Linked DNA regions of Mus musculus: region 1 is linked to region 2. Evidence: chromatin contacts called from public promoter capture Hi-C data. All regions are on one chromosome and are shown on one strand. The core of a region is the stretch at or near the end of the contact, and the rest is flanking DNA. Distances in the headings are between cores, read along the strand shown. Region 1 overlaps Pxk (PX domain containing serine/threonine kinase). Region 2 holds the start of Dnase1l3 (deoxyribonuclease 1-like 3).

Region 1 (6,096 bases), core at 2,223-4,722, 150 kb before region 2:
CTCCTCAGTCCTCCGAGGGAGCACATCCTTCAACCACATGGGTTCTAGAGCAGTGGGCAAGATCTAGGCTAATTTCCATATACACAGAAGGGCCTGATTTTGTTCCATGTCAAATGCTCCCGTCTTTGACAGATGGAGTCTAGCCATCAGTGCAGAGGTGGGCATATGAGTGTTGTCACAATTCTTCACGGGGGACAGAGTTTTCTAATCTCTGCTCTCATCACTGCACTGATCCACCTACAGAGTCCTGAACTGCACCTCTGGGTGCTGGGCCCAAGACAACATCCAACCAGTTACCTGAGTTATTGGAGTTACTGTGCTTCACTGGCTGCTCCTCACTGTTTTCAACAGCAGATCGTTTTGACTTCTTTAAAAATAAAAGAAGGGTGGGTGGTAAGCAAAGAAAAAGCACTCTGAGCTGAGAGTTTAAAAACCTCCAGACATACAGTTTCACTAGCTGTGAAAAGTGGTATATTCAGCTTCATAACCTAAGGCAGAGAAGCCACAGCCACAGGAGAAAATAAAACCAAGATGCTGGCTTAACACCCACCCTGACCGTCTCCTCCCATTGCCTTCTGCCAGCAAACTCTATGCTACTGACACGCGTGTGCGTGTGCATGTGTGTGTGCAACACTCCACTAAAAACATAATCTTCTACTGAACAGGAGCAGGGCAGACTGGGGCAGAGGCTGCAGGACCCGACTGGTGGGAGGCGGTGTATATGCATGGTACGTTCCAAACCCGTCATCCAGAAAGGCTTTTAGCGTCCAAGATAAAACTGTGTCACTAAGTGTGCACCATCAGCCTTAGAATTTTCTCCTCGTGCAGTCAAGGATTTCAAAGAGAACACAGGGACAAAGGCTTACCTTTCGAGCTAAGATCTTTCTCCTTTTCCTTTCTTCCTCAGACCCATGGTGTGACTGGGCTCTCGTTAGTCTTCGATGCTGGTGAATCTTTAAGAGACCACAATCCCCAACAAGTGTAAACCAAGTCTACCCAAAGCAGGTTCCCAAGGAGACTTCTATGTGTTTGACCACATTAAGCTCTTGGGATAAGCAAGGTCTTTCTTGGCCCGCTTGTGGCTCAGCTCTGGCTCTCTGGAAGAAGGGCATGCTGAGTGACAGTGACCCTTCTCACTTTCCCAATTCCTTCCTGCCATTGATCTTTACGGCAGATTGTGACCCATGAGTGCTGCTAACCGCCCACCCCACCAGTGAGTCCTCATCAGGAAGGATGGTCACGCCAGTGCGTGTGCTTGCTCTACACACACTGAGCAGGCTGAAGGCGGACCTGTGAGATGCTGTTCTGTGTCACAGAACTTAGCCCAAAATCTGGTTAAGAGCAAGTAGGCACGGAATGGGGATGTGGGTGAACGTCCAAAGTCAATCACTGTGAATGGGTCACTGAATGATCACAGGGGATGCGGAGCAACCGCCAGCTTACCTGCTTCTGTTCCTCGGTGAGTCTCTTCTCTATGCATTCCTTGGCAATTCGCAATGCCTCTTTTAGTTTTGTGGGAATCTGAAGGGAGAATCAGTACATGAGCTACTGAGTGAAGTGGTTGGAGTCTCCTGAGTTCTCAACACATGCCGCAGCAGCCGTCATCACATGGAGGTCCTCTAGAGCAAAGCCAGTTAAAACCATGCTCCATGTACACCAGCTACACTCTCCTTGCCAGCACTTTCAGACAACAGATCATAAACTTAAAGCATAAACACACTATGTTTCAAGTAATTCAAGGGTTCCAGAATTGCCAAAGCAGTCTCAAAGAACAAACACAGCATCAAAACCTATTATCACATGATCTCACAAAATATCATTTCAAAACCAATTATTACACAGTTAATAGACCAGAATGAGAGATCCCAGAAACATGCCCTCTTGTACACAGACAAATGGTCTCACACACACACAACCAGGAAAAAACAATAGCTTCAAAAGGGCATTGGTAAAAGTCAAATACTACATAAAAAGTAGTAAGATTAAATCATTGCCTTAAGTCATATTTGAAAATTAATTCAGCATGGGTGCAAGACCTAAAACTGTCAACCCCCTAAAGCTCAGGGAGGCCCTTCCTTCTTATTGTCTGTCTATTTATTTATCTTGCTTGGAGGACAGCATCTGCGAACTGTCCACACAGGCCTTGTGTACACCTGTGACACTCCCCCTGCAGCTTCCTCGGCTGCTGTGTGTGTTTGCCACCACCCACCACCAGTTCTGGCTCTCTGCTAAGGCAGGGAATTGGCCTTGAACTAATGCTCCTCTTGCCACGGGGATTACAGGCATATACCATTCTACCTGGCTGGAAATGACTTCTTGGATACAACACCAAAAACATAGGTAATGAAAGGAAACAACAAATAACTCGGACTAGTTAAAACTAAAACTTTGTTCAACAAAAGACACTGCTCACAATGAAATTTAAAACAGGCCAATACTTATAAGGACTTGATATAATAGATATGGAGAAACTTATACAAATGAACAACAAAAATATATAACCCAACTTAAAAATGGGAAAAGGGCTTTAACAGAAATTTCTTCAAAGAAAAAAACAAACGAGCCGGGCGTGGTGGCGCACGCCTTTAATCCCAGCACTTGGGAGGCAGAGGCAGGTTCATTTCTGAGTTCGAGGCCAGCCTGGTCTACAAAGTGAGTTCCAGAACAGCCAAGGCTATACAGAGAAACCCTGTCTCAAAAAACCAAAACCAAAACCAAAAAAAAAAAGAAAAGAAACAAATGATTAAAAATAACAATAGTAACAAAAACCCCTGCCTTATCAAATGGTACTTTCATCAGTTAAAAAGTTCAACACTGAACAAATACAAATCAAAACCACACATTAGATATCATATCTCTTCATAGCCATTATGATGGTCACCATCAAAAAAAAAAAACATAAAATAAGTTTGACATGGTAGTACAAGCTGTTAATCCCAGCACTCAGGAATTCAAGGTAGGAGAATTTGAGTTCCACGATAGCCTGGGCTATAAGGCAAGTTTTGGGCCAACTTGAGTTATAGTGAGACCCCAGTGCAAACAGACAGATAGACAGACAGACAGACAGACAAGAATAACAATAAAGAATTACAAACATTTGGGCTCTAGAGACGGCTCAATGGTGAGTTCTTACAGAATCTGAGTTTGGTCCCCGGCAGCCTCGTGGCAGCTCATGATCTGTACCTACAGTCCCAGGGGATCTAATGCCTCCTTCTAGCCTCTGCAGGCACGGGGCTTTTGTGTAGTACACAGACATAGATGCAGGTAAAACACAAGTCTTGGCAGGAATGTAGAGCAATTGGAACCCTTGTGTACTGAGTAGGAATGAAAGATGATTCAGTCGCCGTGGAAACCATAGAGAGATGACTTAAACAAAACAACCAGCACTGAAAAGCAGCTGAGGAGGTGGGAGGTTTACTGCATCCAAGGAGAAGCAGGGCTGGGCTTCCCGGGCTTGGCGCGTAGGCCAACCACTGCAGAGGGCAATGTGGCCCCAAATAGCAAATGGCTGCTAGCAGCCACAGAGCAGCGTAAAGCCCAGGACCACCGCTCCATACTGCTGCTTCTCCTAATAGGTCCTTCCCAGTTTTCTTTACATACAGATATTTGGGTTTATATTCTGTCTTCCAGATCCCACTATTTTGTTGATATTGGCCTAAATAATAATTACTTTCCACAGGATTATAATGCATTTATACATTTCACTTTTAGTGGATAAAATGTTTTAAATACATGTACTATATATAGCTAGGCATAGTGGTGCATGCTTATAACCCAGCATTGGGAAGGCAGGCTATCCAAGTCTGTTTCTTTCTTTTTCTTTTCTTTTCTTTTCTTTTCTTTTTTTTTTTTGAGACAGGGTTTCTCTGTATAGCCCTGGCTGTCCTGGAACTCAGTCTCTGCCTCCCGAGTGCTGGGATTAAAGGCGTGCGCCACCACGCCCAGCCCAAATCTGGTTTTTAAAAAAGCCAGGAAGTGGTGGTACACACCTTAATCCCAGCACTTCACTTGGAGGCTTGGAGGCAGGGGCAAGTGGATCTCTGAGTACAAGGTCAGCATGGTCTACAGAACAACTTTTAGGTCAGGCTAGGCTACACGGAGAAATCCTGTCTTGAAAGGAAAACAAACACACACACACACACAAACACCTAATAAAACAACCTCATGCATTATAAACAGTCAAAAGAGTAACTAGCTATAGTAGGGTGTTTGGGTCCTTCCTAATTTTTCATTTATGAACCTTTTAGTTTTTTAAAAAATTAATTTTCAAAGTCAAGTTACTTATGTCATAAACCCAAAAATTATATAATTTGCTTTACCTTAAACTGTGGCTTTTCAGAAGTTGTTAGTAAAACATCACTGAATAATCTATAAGAAAAGAAACAAATGCATAAGGGTTTAATCTCAGTACTGGGGGTACTCTCAGAGCAGGGCAGGGCAGCTTACCACCTCTGAGCCCACCAGAGCCACCACTCCAAGTCTGTCAGCAAAGGCAAAGGTGCTTCCAAGTCACTCGGTGCCCTCAGAGCTGTTTTTAGGGAGGGACCAGGTCAGTTATATGTGACACTGTGGGCCATATAATATTTTTTAAAAGAGTTGATAAATACCAGTTTGCAAAATGTTGCAGATATATTGAACAGATGTTTCTAAACAGAACTATTTGTTTTCTTGCATCTGAAAAGGCGGTTTATTCTGTCTTGATTGGAATCTAAGACACACTTCATTCTAAAACAGTAGTTTCTGGCGTGCATCAATTCTTTCTTCCAAGGTATGTTACTAGAACAACAGCAGGAAGCACTGTGGACTTCTGTGGTTGGAAGGACTGTATGGACAGTGTCCAAGTGACTTAGTGCTCTTAATGTGAGATTCTGTTGAGACAGACAGAAGTTCACCCCACACAGAAATGATGAACGCCTTTTTCAGCATCCTTCTGGAATCCTGGTCCTCTCCTGCCATTCATCCTCTGACTTCCAGATTTTCACTAAACACAAGACACACCTCTTTAAAGCGGAAGCCCATGGGGTGGAACGTTCTGGGGAAGACAGAATACCTGTCCTGATGCTGAGGCTGGAACAAGCACAGAGCCCTGGGGAGACGATGCAGGTGCACATCGGAGCAGGCAACCTCACCCACTGCTCCCTGACTGAGTGCTCTCTGACCCAGGAGTCTGTGGCAAATGTTGTAGGTTTCAAAGTAGATGTATTTTCTCATATGTATGTTGTTATTAGTGGCTGTTGGTTTGGAAACAGATGCTGCAGTGTCACATCCCGTGGACAAGGGCTTGTTTCTTCTGATCATCAGCTTCCCTGGGGCGGGGGGGGGGGGGGGGGAATTGCCTGGCCTATAGTAGGCCGTCTCTATCCAGGTAGAAGGAAGGAATGAGGGCCCGGTAGTGTAGCCTCTGGCTGAACTTTGTCCCCTGCCATGTTTGCTGCTGTTACTTCCTGAATACCTTTGCTATACAACAAGCTGGTGCAGACGAAGCAGGGCTAGGGAAACCTCGCAACACGCTCAGAAAGCTTGCCTATGTCCTTCTGGGAGGAAGAATGAAGCTGACATACAGTCACAGGTTTGTCTGACTTCGGCTATATCACCTTAACCTCTGCATGAAGGTACCACACCTAAGGAGAGGCCCTAAGGAGGCCTTACACGCTCAGCTCCTCACAACTGTGCTGACAGGAAGAGGTCTTTTGAGTACCAAAGCCTTGGTACAAAGTTTGGTACACACTAGCTATTTAACAGCTAGTGCTCAGAGATGAAATAAACAAACAACAGCACAGGAACCCAAGAACACACCGCTTTCTTGTGGAGGGCAGGCCCGCCAAGGCCTGGTGGGTACCCAGCTGGTGGCTGGGGCAGGACCAGCAGAGAGAGGTGCTAGGGAGGACCCTCCTATTGTATTTCCTAAATCAGGAGTTCAACAAACACACACACGTGTTAATGGTGATGGGACACGTGGGAAGGACACAGGATTTCCAGGACAGCAACTGGACTAAGCAGAGTGGTCACAAGGAAAGGGTCATGGTATCATGCTGTAAGTGCCTGACAGCAAGCTAGTCACTTCAACTCTGCAGGGACCAAACTGAGTCATTACCG
Region 2 (6,101 bases), core at 124-2,623:
GTATACTCTGTCCTGTGGGGCTGAAACTGAGAGCCTGTTTCATCAGCTGGTACAAAGGGGTCCACAAGAATACAGCTCCCACTGTGAGAGAATAGGGACTAAGAGAACCAGATATGAATGATGGTGGCCTAGAAGCATAAATTTAGGCTTCCCAGATACTGAGTTTCTACACGATAACATCTTGGGGTTCTGTTTGCTTGTTTATGCGTATGGGTGTTTTGTCTGCATGGGTGTCTGGCACCCTGTGCATGCCTGGTGTCTGTGGAGGCCAGAAGAGGACCCCTTGAACTAGAGTTCCAGACCATGATGAATGGCCATGTGGGTGCTGGGAGTTGAATTGGCACCCTCTGAAAGATCATTCGGTGCTCTTAAGCTCTGAGCCATCTCTACAGCCCCTAGTTTCAGGATGTTTTTATAGGAACAAAACAAAAGAAAACATTGGTGGGAATACCAGGTAGGTGGCTTCAACAAAGCAGAAAAACCCATGTTATTGGCCTTAGTTGCCACCTGATGACATTCTTGGATTCCTGGTTAGAGGGAGCTAGGGCTCTGCCCATGTATTCCAACAGGGGTTTACCTGACTGTCACAGGATGTGAGGTCAAGCACAGGTGTTGGCAATGGGTGGCCTTTAAAGGGCGCTGAAGATGGCTGCAGGAGAATTTGAGTTTTCAGTCAGAGCGGTGGTATTAGCCAATCAGCTTTGTAGGATCTGGAACGTGGGTGCGGCTCCACCACCCCATCCCTGGTGCTTTGGTTTACACACATGAGTTTTGCTAGAATTACACAACGTTAGCTTGTGCTTCTCACCGCAAGCCTGAAGCTGCTGATGAGATGTGATGACACAGTAGTGTGTGCATGTCGCAGGATTGCTGTCTGGCTGCTCACACATTGCTTCGCACAGCTGCGTCAGACACTGGAAACACCTGTTTGGGTCACACGACCCAGCCCTGCCCACCCTGGGACTTTCCTGCTGGCTCTTTATCTCTGCTGCCTCTGAGGGCCTCAGCCTGTGACGCTTCTGCTCCTGGGATCTCCACCTCACCTTCCTCAGATGCCAAGGTATCCTTGCTTCACTGAATTCAAACTAAACCTGACCTTATGCACCCACGGGGACTGCTAAGGAGACACTGCATAGATGTGTCCAGTGGTGACTGTTCACCAGGTCTTTGTCCCCCAGCAGGTGGCTCCACCAGTCCAGTTCCTTCTGTGTGAACATTGCCAAGCTCATCAACTCTCAGGGAGAGGCCCATGGCTACCACAGGAGACATGCCTAGAGATCAGAGCTAACCCCACCCCACCCCTGCCCACTGAGATTATGAGTGGCTTTTAAGGAGGCTGGTTTGTAAATGCAGCATGACGTTTTCCTCATGAGGACAAGAAAACCAGAGGCCTCTCTAATGGCTAACCCATTACCTTCATTTCCTTGGGGATTGAAACGCGTGATGGTGAGTTCCTCAGAGAAGTGAAAGTGACCTAGAGGGATCCAGTAATTCCTGTTATCAGCCTGCTTTATAAGTCAGTGAGCCAGGCACTGTCTTCATCCAGCCTGAAGTCCCAGGAGTGCAAAGATGTCCCTGCACCCAGCTTCCCCACGCCTGGCCTCCCTGCTGCTCTTCATCCTTGCCCTCCATGACACCCTGGCCCTAAGGCTCTGCTCCTTCAATGTGAGGTCCTTTGGAGCGAGCAAGAAGGAAAACCATGAAGCCATGGATATCATTGTGAAGGTGAGTCATGTTCCTGTCCTGGACACCACTCGCACCTTCTCCCAGCTGTGGACTCCAGGGGTCTGAAGTTGCCCTGGAGGTGAGGGGGAGGTAAGGACAGGCTTAGAAGGTGGCTAATGATGATGGTCACTCCATTACCATCATCACTCAGCTCTGGGTATTCTCTGTTCCATCTTCAGACTGGGTGGATCTGTGCTTCCCTCGGGGGTGTTGCAAGTTTGCTTGAGCAGGTAAATGTGATGCTCTTGCCAGAGTCTGGCTGGCAGTCAGTTCCAGGTACCGGCTGCTGTTCTGACGGTTTTAATTGAACATACTGAATGTCTGTGTCAGTCACTGTAAATACATAGTCTCATTTGTCAACTTTTCAAGCAAGGGCTGTTGAAGAGAATGAACTCAGAAGGGCTATGAGGTGCTGGGGAGCTCCAGGGGCTGGTGGTGAGGGAGCTGGGGCAGCCCTGCCTGCCTCCTCTTCATAATCTTGGTGAAGCAGGGGAGCCCCCTCCTGGCGCTCTCTCCCTCCCTCCTCCCCTCCCTCCTGCGTTCTCTCTCTTTCTCCCTTCTTCATTCTTCCCTTGCTGTCTCTCTCCTTTCATCCTTTAATCCCTTCATCCCTCTCCCCCATTGATTCCCCAACTCTCAGTTCTGCTCTGTCTCCCTTTACGAATATTTCTGTCCTTGGGCAATATGACCTGTCTGGGAAAGCTGCTTATAGTTTTCTGGAGCCAACTGACTCTCTGTCCCATGGGTTTTGATCCTGGGACTCTGTGGGGTGGCTAGTACTTAAAAACAAACAAAACAGAGTGGGATTGGGGTTTGCTTCCTTTGGTAGGATGCTTGCTTTTTATGAAGTCCAGAGTTCTATCCTCAGCCCTGCACAAACCAGGCATGGCGTCCAACACCTGCAATCTCAGTACTGGGGAGGTACAGGTAAGAGGGTCCAAAGTTCAAGGTCATTGTTGGCTGTAGAGTAGATTAAAGGTCAGCCTGGTCTACACAAGACCCTATCTTAGCACAACATGACACACACACCACCACCACCACCTCTACCAGTAACAGCAGCAGCACCAAAGGTCCCAGTGTGTGGTGAAAGTGCCAGCAGCCCTGGGTTCAGACCCCATCTCTCAGCTGAGGGAGCTCAAGGTCCCCGCTCTTCCTGATACTTCACGTAAAGTGGGTGTGGCCGGTAGTGCTAGTCGGTGAAGCCCACCTGAGGCAAGCTGAGCCCAGCGGAGGACACTGCTGTGCTACTGTCCGGCAGAAGACCTGCTGGGCTCCTGCCAAGATAGTCCTGGGCCCCAGGTGACAATGCCCTTTAGGTGACAGCTAAGCACCTCTGGATGTGTTTTTAGCAGGGCAGCTGTGCTAAGCCAGTGGGAACTTTGACACCACAGCTTAATGGAGAAATCTAACACGCAAGGAAACTATTTCCCAGCATCTTCACACGTGGCCCAGGGACCACGTGCCTATCTACATTCCTGACTTATTCAACCCTGAAAGTTTTGCTACACTCTTGGGGGCTGTGTTCTGTTCTCGGGTGGTTCTGGTTCTCCACACAGCTTCTTCCCAGAGCTGAGTGAGTCCCACGAGGTCTGCTTAAAGCTTTTGCCAAAACTTCATCCTATCCTCACAAAGCCAATCTCCCCAAACTCTCAGAGCCGTCTAACAGAACAGTGGCAGTTGACTCCAAACACCTGGTGCTCAATCAGGATCCTTAGTGCTTGTGAGGATCAAGGAGAAAGACACATTTGCCGCCCAGAGAATGCAAGCAACGTTCTTTGTAGCAGAGCATTCAGGTTAGTGGTGTAAGTGTGCCATGAGAAGGGCGTTGTGTGACGCTACAAGTTAGGGTTTAGGCAGGGCAGTGGTGGCACACGCCTTCACTTCCAGCCTCCCCAAACTTGGAAGGCAGAGGCAGGTAGATTTCTGTAAGTTCAGGTCAGTCTGGTCTACAGAGCAAGTTCCACAACAGCCAGGGCTATGTAGAGCCTGTCTTGAATAAAAAAACAAAAACAAAAACCAAAAAAACCCTCCCCTGAAAACAATCCAAAACAAAACAAAAAGTAAAAACAGAAGTAAAACAAGAAGTGAGAGTTAGAAGAATATTATCAGTATTTCTTATGAAGCCTATGCTGGTCAAACTCTCTATGTAACCAAAGGTGACCGGAACTTCTGATCCTCCTGGCTTTACCTCCTGAGAGCTGCGATTAAAGGCATGTGCTATCACCTGGTTTATGTTGGAGACTGGTGTGCAGCAGGCAAGAATTCTACCAACTGAGCTGAGTCCCATCTGCTCTGTAGTCCTCTGCACATAGCCCTCTGTACAGCTGCTTCCTCTATGGTTCAGTGAGCATTGGTGACCTGAACAGCAAGAGAATGTGAGTAGTGGGGGTCTAAACTTCAGATCCCCTTTCTGGCCACCACACTCAAAAGCCAAGGAGATCAGCATGCCAGAGGCCAGGACCCTCTCTTGAATGACTGACTCACCAGCATAGAGTAAGTGTAAGCCATGGGCTCAGGTTCCCTTCCCAAGAGCACAGTCAGATTTCCTGTTGACGTCCTGTTGCTTGCTTACCAAGCATTTCTGAACCCTGCATCTCCAGCTGATACTGGTTTCTGGCTTCCTTGCTTTATCTCTGGGAAGTTTTCCTCAGACAAGAATCTGCAAGATCCTGTTGTCCGAATTCTTAAAAGAGCATGGTCCCAGGAAAAAGCCATGTTTCCGGGTCCTACTACTCGGGAAAAGACACCCAGGCAGCCCTTTCAGAACCAAGCTCTGGACCCTTTAAGATTTGGCCAATGCCAAATTCCTGCCTTCACAGAAGGTTACCACAACCTGGAAGGCAGTTATGCCAACTACTCTGCTGCCAAAACCTCTAAGGGCAAGAGTTTGTGGAGGACTTGCATGGCTAGTATGGATGGAATCCAGATAAGGGTGTCATGTATGCACCGAGGGAGGCGGAGGGGACAGTCTGGAGAGGTCTAGAGAGGTCTTGGGTGAAGAGAAGCTCTATCTGATATCTTTAAGCAGGGACCAGCATAACATCAGGGGGAAGAAGCAGAATTCAATCCACCTCCCTACCACTTACGAGCTTCACTGCATTGGGTGGCTTATTCCTTGAGCTCCAGCTATCCCATCTGTAGAATGGGCTTAAAAACAGGATGATTGCAAGGCTGAGGATTATTGCAGGCTTCTACCTGTTAAGAACTCAGTATATAGCCCTTCAGAAAACCATCATTATCACGTACCATAAGGCTTGGGAAGGGTGACAAACCTCCCCCACGCAAGCCCAGTGCCTTGGCACAGGCTCTCCCTTCGGAGATGACGTGACTGATGCAGACTGAAGAGCACAGGACACTCACTAAGCTGGGCTCAGAATCCATTCAACTACAGATGGTTAGATAGGGCAAAAACAAGATGAGGAAGGCAACCTTCCTCACGCTCTAACCATGCCAGCAAAGAGCACAGTCATGACCAAATATGGACAACTTTGCCCCCATGTGGTCTGTCTAGTGTAGAAGAGCAGGAGGGACGTCCTAGCTTGTGTAGTCAGCATTGTGCCTGGCTCTTCCCAACTAGTTATGAAAACCTGCGAAGTTCCTTTACCACTCAACACATTGGCTTCCTCGGTGATAAAGAAAGATAAGGCCAGGCAGATGTTTAGTCAGTAAGGTGTTTGCTGACCCAGCACAGGAAGCTGACCTTGGTTCCCCAGGGCCCAAGTGAGCAGGCCAGGTGTGATGGTGCATGCTCCCAACCCCAGTGCTGAGGAGGCAGAGACCACAGGATTGCTGGAGCTCATTGTGTGTTCACCTGGCCTAATGGTCTAAGGAGAGACCTTGTCTCAGAAAACATGATGGAAGGCTCCTGAGGTTGACCTCTGGTCCCCACACGTCCTCACATATATAGGTATATGGAGAGCCACAAGCACAGATACTCAACCCCCCCCCCCCCACACACACACACACGCACACACACACACACACACACGTCTATGTGGTAATATTAAGCAAGAAGTTGAGAGTTCTGGTACTCAGCCACTGGGCCTTAGAAACAATAATCTACCTCTGGCCACCTGCATGCCTGGTGCTTCCCCAAACTCTCACACCATCTATTGTATCATTGTGAAGAATCAGAGTGGAAAAACTGAATCAGAGTGTGTACACTTGTTTGTCTCTGTGTGTTGAGGCAGGGCCTCACTAGGTAGCCCTGGGCTCAGACTATGCCACTATGAGGCTGGCCTCAGATTCACACAGATCTGCTTGCCTCTGTCTCAGTGCTGGGATTACAGGTGTGTGCCATTACACACACTGAAAGTGTACATTTTACAGTCATTTCTAGAAAGGTGTGGTAGTTTCCAATGACTAACCAGCAGGCT

The links. Promoter capture Hi-C pulls out the DNA fragments that hold promoters and counts their contacts.
Region 1: a contact with region 2 is called in a promoter capture Hi-C map of embryonic stem cells, with 2.2 times the contacts expected there. The contact joins the enhancer-like site here to the promoter of Dnase1l3 in region 2. A contact is called at or near these places in 1 of 39 promoter capture datasets (embryonic stem cells), 2 of 484 Hi-C or Micro-C datasets (embryonic stem cells and extraembryonic endoderm stem cells) and 3 of 9 other capture datasets (adipose tissue, liver and pancreatic islet).

The regions. Positions count from the first base shown.
Region 1 is chr14:8,146,352-8,152,447 of GRCm38.p6, reverse strand. It overlaps Pxk (PX domain containing serine/threonine kinase), which reads right to left. Exons shown (of 18, transcript NM_145458.4): 13 at 4,320-4,368; 14 at 1,444-1,521; 15 at 867-953; 16 at 298-367. Among named protein-coding and RNA genes, the nearest start is that of Pdhb, 24 kb to the left of the region's middle. Within about 2 kb of position 3,472, at least 26 of the 459 cell types and tissues checked have an H3K27ac peak or open chromatin away from gene starts, as enhancers often do. A contact at or near this core is called in embryonic stem cells, where this site is marked.
Region 2 is chr14:7,989,454-7,995,554 of GRCm38.p6, reverse strand. Dnase1l3 (deoxyribonuclease 1-like 3) reads left to right here and starts at 1,373. Exons shown (of 8, transcript NM_007870.3): 1 at 1,373-1,725. The coding sequence starts at 1,570.